Linked DNA regions of Oryctolagus cuniculus: region 1 is linked to region 2. A link is a contact called in public Micro-C data. All regions are on one chromosome and are shown on one strand. Each heading gives the region's core, a stretch centred on a gene start, on an enhancer-like site or on the middle of the called end of the contact. The rest is flanking DNA. Distances are from core to core; before and after follow the strand shown.

Evidence for each region. A called contact is a pair of places that touch in the nucleus more often than the background predicts.
Region 1: a Micro-C map of ear pinna shows a contact between it and region 2, with 4 times the contacts expected there. The contact joins the promoter of LOC100352832 here to the enhancer-like site in region 2. A contact is called at or near these places in 2 of 6 Hi-C or Micro-C datasets (ear pinna and skin fibroblasts).

Annotation. Positions count from the first base shown.
Region 1 is chr18:16,887,764-16,890,467 of mOryCun1.1, forward strand. It overlaps LOC100352832 (zinc finger protein 30 homolog), which reads left to right and starts at 1,396. Exons shown (of 6, transcript XM_008257225.4): 1 at 1,396-1,848.
Region 2 is chr18:16,846,410-16,849,252 of mOryCun1.1, forward strand. It overlaps LOC138846477 (a long non-coding RNA gene), which reads right to left. Exons shown (of 3, transcript XR_011383993.1): 1 at 1,313-2,843. Among named protein-coding and RNA genes, the nearest start is that of ZNF540, 120 kb to the right of the region's middle. Within about 2 kb of position 1,457, at least 6 of the 8 cell types and tissues checked have an H3K27ac peak or open chromatin away from gene starts, as enhancers often do. A contact at or near this core is called in ear pinna, where this site is marked.

The sequences.
Region 1 (2,704 bases), core at 146-2,645, 41 kb after region 2:
AGGAGGACTATAAAGGAGGAGAGAGACGGCATGCACGAGGAACATCTAAGGGAACACCTGTGCAGCCCCCGAGAAGAGCCGGCCGGCGGTGTGCCGCTCCCCTGCGGAAGTGGGGAATGTGGCCAGGGGGAACCGCCCTTCCACGGAGGTGGAAGGGACAGTAGCCAACCTGGGAAGAACCAGCAGCAAACCCGGGGAGGGCCGAGCAGACGAAAGAACAGCGCAGGGTTTAGTGTCGTTCCTCCACGAAGAGGGGGAGCGACATAATGGTGCCGTGACTCGGATATGAAGCCTAGGCAGGGTTTAGTGTCGTTCCTCCACGAAGAGGGGGAGCGACAGTTATTATAAGAAAGTGTTCAGCAGGTTAATTCTCTGCCTGTGGTGCCAGCATCCCTTATGGGCACCGGTTCCAGTCCTGGCTGCTCCTCTTCCAATCCAGCTCTCTGCTGTGGCCTGGAAAAGCAGCAGATGGCCCAGGTGCTAGGGCCCCTGCACCCGCATGGGAGATCAGGAAGAAGCCCCTGGCTCCTGGCTTCGGATTGGCATAGAGGCCCTTAAGATCATTTGGGGAGTGAACCAGTGGATGGTATACCTCTCTGTCTCTCCCTCTATGTGTAACTCTACCACTCAAATAAATAAAAGTGTTCAGTGCTTTCTGAAGTCTACCACTGAGATATCACTTTTTCATATTACCTTTAAACTAAAGAAAGTTTACTTAAATCCACTGTCCTGGAGTGAATTTTGTGACTTTAACTTTAAAAAGTTTAAATTAACATTTTCTCATTCTTCATAGTCCAATACATTTTTAAGCCAGAATTAAATATTCACAGACTGTGATGGTAGATTTTATTAATAAACTCTCCCCCATTGATATCAGAACTAGTCCCCTAAAATATTACATCCGAATATGGTCCCTAAGAGTCCCCCAAAAGTCCCATCTGGGGTGCCATATGATATCACAGTGTGCTTATTAATAAATTCCCAATATGAATAAGCCAGTGTGGGTTCTTGCCTAATATTCAGAGAATTCTGAATACTGGGGTAGATAAATGAGGCAGCATGATTCATTTTTAAGCTTTTATTCAGTGAGAGAAGTGCATAGGAGACTGAGAGCTTTACCTATAGGAGAGAGGTAAATCTGGGTTTATACTGAGTACCAGGAACCAGCCAGTGGAGGAGCATCTAGGCCAGGAAGCGTGGGGCGGGTGGCCTGAAAAAGCCAAGGAAAGGAGAGGGCGGGCATACTGTGTCCTTGGCTAATCCACTTGCAAAGGGGCGTGGTTAATCAACCTGATTGGCCGGTGGGTGTACAGGTGCGGCCAGGTAAGGGCGTGCAGTCACACAGGGGCGTGGTCCTCCAGCTCACAAACCTAATCCATTTTATTCTATATGCCGGCCTACCACACAACATCACCCAAGAACTCCCTCTCACCTGCCTGGGCCGGTGCGAGCCGGCAGGCCCCGGGTCGGGTTGAAAGGCGGCGGGTTGGCGCCGGTCCCCGCGCGCCTGCGCACACCGGACAGGAGTCATTTTTCAGAGCTGGGGTCTCGGCGCCTGGGGGTCGGGGCGCCGAGCCAAGAATCAAAAGAAAGGCGAATTATACAGCTTTCTGATCTCGGACTCCGGTTGCTAAGGGAGACCCGGTTATCCTCACCAGTGTTACCAAACAGGTCCCCTCGCAGGGCTGTGGCACCCGACACCGGCCCCTCCCCGCCCCCCGGGACCCCGCCCCGCTGGCCCCTCGGAGCCCACAGTGGCCGCGGGCGCCTGCGCAGTCGCCACCGAGCCCGGCCTTCTCCGGAGTCCTGGCGCGGCTGACTGGACCGCCGGGCCGCCCTCGGAATCTGGTGAGCGCCGAGCACCGTGGTCCAGGCTGCGCTGTGGCCGGCGCTTTTCGGGGGGACGGAGCGCGGGGCCGGCCAGGCTCTGAGGGACAGACCCCCGGGGCGGGGGGCGGGAGAAGGGTGCTGTGCATTTTCTGGTCGTGGAGCCGTGCGCTCCGGAGGCCGGGAGCCTGGTGCGGCGGTAACCACGGTGCGGGACCGGCTTTGTGGGTGCGGCCTAGCGTGGACTGCGAGACCTTTAAGGTCCCTCGCCGCTGCCACCGGCTGTAGAGAAAGACTGGAGAGGGAAACCAGAGGTAGCGCCCCACTATGAGAGTCCCCTGCAGGAAGCCAGGACTTCGACTGGGGGCTGGACAGTTGGTGTCCTCGCAGAGAGCCGCGAACCCAGACCTCAGTGTCGGCGGCTCCTCTCGCGTCTGACTCCAGCTTCCATTCGTGCACGCCAGGTGGGAGGAGCTGGGGCCGGGGCAGCGTGGGCGGTGGGCTCTGACCGGCCCCGGAAAAGCCTGGGGTGTCTGCTGCCCCGGCTCTGCCCGCCGCCGGAGAGGGAAGCCCCTTCGGGTGACAGGAGCCGCTGCTGCTCCTCCACAAGCCGGGTTCCGCGTGGGTTGGCGGCGTTTCTTTGTTTCCGTGGCGTGCACTTGATTGGGTTTCCTCCGCTCGACAAGTCCAGTTTAAGAATGATTTATTGGTTTGCACTTTAGGGTTTCCCTACCTAGTTGATGTTCTGAGGCGTCACGAATAGGTTTCTGTTCATAGTGTCCACTTCATGTGGTCGTGCAGTTAACTATGTGCCGTGTTGAGCTGCGCCGTGAGCCCTGGCCTTCTAGGGAGATACCGCGGCTGTAGGTTAACGATC
Region 2 (2,843 bases), core at 207-2,706:
CTCCCATGGGGTGCAGGGCCCAAGCACCTGGGCCATCCTCCACTGCACTCCCTGGCCATAGCAGAGAGCTGGCCTGGAAGAGGGGCAACCGGGACAGAATCCGGCGCCCCGACCGGGACTAGAACCCGGTGTGCCGGCGCCGCAAGGTGGAGGATTAGCCTATTGAGGCACGGCGCCGGCAAAGGAAGACCTTTCTCTCTCTCTCTCTCACTGTCCACTCTGCCTGTCAAAAAAAAAAAAAAAAAAAAATCAAATCAATTGCCTTCTTCAATGCTAGCAACAATTGGAAATTAAAGCTAAGTGCAGGGGCCTGCATTTTGGAGCAGTGGGTTAAGCTGCGACTTGTAATGTCGGCATGCCATCATCCCATATCTGAGTGCTAGTTGGAGTACCAGCTGCTCCGCTTCCAATCCAGTTCTCTGCTAATATGCCTGAGAAAGCAGTGGAAAATGACCCAAGTACTTGGGTCCCTGCCACCAGCATGGGAGACCCGGATGGAGCTTCTATCACTGGCTTTGGCATGACCCAGCTTTGGCCCACTGGGGCCTCCAGGGAGTGAACCAGCGATGGAAGATCTTTCTCTTTCTGTCACTCTCTCAAATAAATAAATCTTAAAAAAATTAAAAACATAAAAGCAAAACAATCTACAATAGCATGAACTATATGAAATAATGTATAGACTGACCAAAAATGTGCAATATCTGTATACTGTATACTGAAAACTACAAAAAAAACTGAGAGCAATTGAAGAAAATCTAAATAGAGATTTGTACTTCATACTCATGGCTCAGAAGACACAACGTTATCAAGAAATCAGTGTCCTCCAGCACTGTGGCACAGCAGGTTAAGCCTCCGCCTGCAGCGCCAGCTTCCCATATGGATGCCAGTTCTGCTTCATGTCCCACCCAGCTCCCTGCTAATGGCTTGGGAAAGCTGTGGAGAGCAGCTCAAGTGGTCGGCCCCGGCATCAAGGTGGGAGATTGGGAAGAAGCTCCTGGCTTCTTTGTGGCCATTTGGGGAGTGAACCAGCTAATGGAAGACCTCTTTCTCTCTCTCTGTAACTCTGCCTTTCAAATAAATAAAATCTTTTAAAAATAATCAATTGCCACCCTCATTCAGGTGGTGATCTCTCGCGTGCTCTTCCTCACACACAATCACAAGTATCTCATTCCCCACCCTCATAACGGGAATATCTCTAGGTCCCCTACAGCCACCAGCCTGCCAATGTCCAAGAAGTCAAGGCTGTGTCTCCGCCCTCCACACTTCTTAGAACCGGTGGTCAGAGCCACCCCCACGAAAAGCACAAATGCACCTTCATACGTTGGAGCACTTTGAACAAGAGGGAGAACTCCCACGTGTCCAGGCGGCGCCTGGGCAAGCATTGGGTCAGTCAGGCAGGGCGCTGAGAGGATTCGGGACAACTTCCTTCCCGCCAGTTCCGCCAGGCTTCTGGGCTCCAGCTTGAACTACATTTCCCAGAAGGCCCTGCTGCTCGAATCAACGCCCAGCGTGAGCGGCTGTGCTCGAGGGGACTTGCTTTTCACACGGTTAGGCTTAGCTGTCTCCGGTATGACCTCGCAGGAAACCCTTCAGGTCGGGCCAGACGAGAAGATTTTCTTCTCAGGTGTGTGGCGAACAGAAACTCTACGACCCGGAGGCTCCTGACGTTCTACTCTTCCAAGCGCCGGGCGACATTTCCCAGGAGCCTTCGCGGCTGGCTGGCTCCGTGTAGAAACAAAGCGGTTTCTTGGCAGTGGACGGGATCGTGCAGCATCTCAAGGCCCCTGTGCTGAGTTTTGGGTGGCGGAGGGCTGCTGGAGGTGTGGCGTCCCAGAACAAGGGCACCTTCGGTGTCAGCCTGTGCTAGTGGGAGCGACTGAATAGAGTTGGTGGCAGGTGGTATACACCCGCGGGTTTGAAATGTATACAACCTGAGCGTCTGTTTTCAACTGGCGGAGTTCATCTGTTCACACTCCCTGTACACCTGCTGCAGCACCAGCCTCATTGCTGAGACAGCTGGTCACCCCGAGAGGCTTCCGCCCTATTCTTTCAGTATCTAGTCTACATCTTTGCTACAGCAGGAGCCTGTTGTTACCGGAGGAAAGGCCGTGGAAGCCATGGGGTTCTTGTCTTCACGCAAGAAAGAATTCGGGCGTGAGACAGAGAGCAGAGTGCATCCGTCAGGACAGAAGGGACAGGGAGCGCCCAGTCGCTCGGACTGGGGGAGAGCGGGGTTACATGCTTGAATGGAGAGAATACACCGGCGGCCCAGCAGAGAAGCAGAGGGCTGAGCTCCCAGTCCATTTGGACTCCCTAGGTTTTTAAGGGAGTCTGTTTATCCACCTCCCCCTCTCCTTCAGGACAAAGGATGGGGAGTCCTGGCAGAAGGGTTTGTTGGGTGAAAATTAGCAAATTCCTGACGCCTGGGCAGAGCAGGGGGGCTTCCCTCAGGTCTGTGAGGGTTTTATTGCCCCATGTTATCAGGTAACCCCTTTGGTCTAGAGGAGAGAAAATTCTGGGAGCTTTCCTTGGGGGAAAGGCGGGACCGCCTGCGAGGTTAGCAGGGTCTGGGCAGGACTTTGAAGTGCAAGATGCTGGGCTTCTGGGGCTTCCACAGTAGGTGCTGGTCTTCAGGCCTGTCTCATACACACATAGGCTCAATTTCTGACTTCCTACCTAACACTGTGACCCCCCAAACCTCCAACCTCAGTGGACTTGGGCTGAGTCCTCTGCTATCCCCAGCATAGGGACTTCCCAACTGGGAGATTGACTCCTTAGCAGCCAGAGAGCCTTTATACTTCTTTTCCAAATAGTACCACTAGACTAGCAACCAGCTACATACC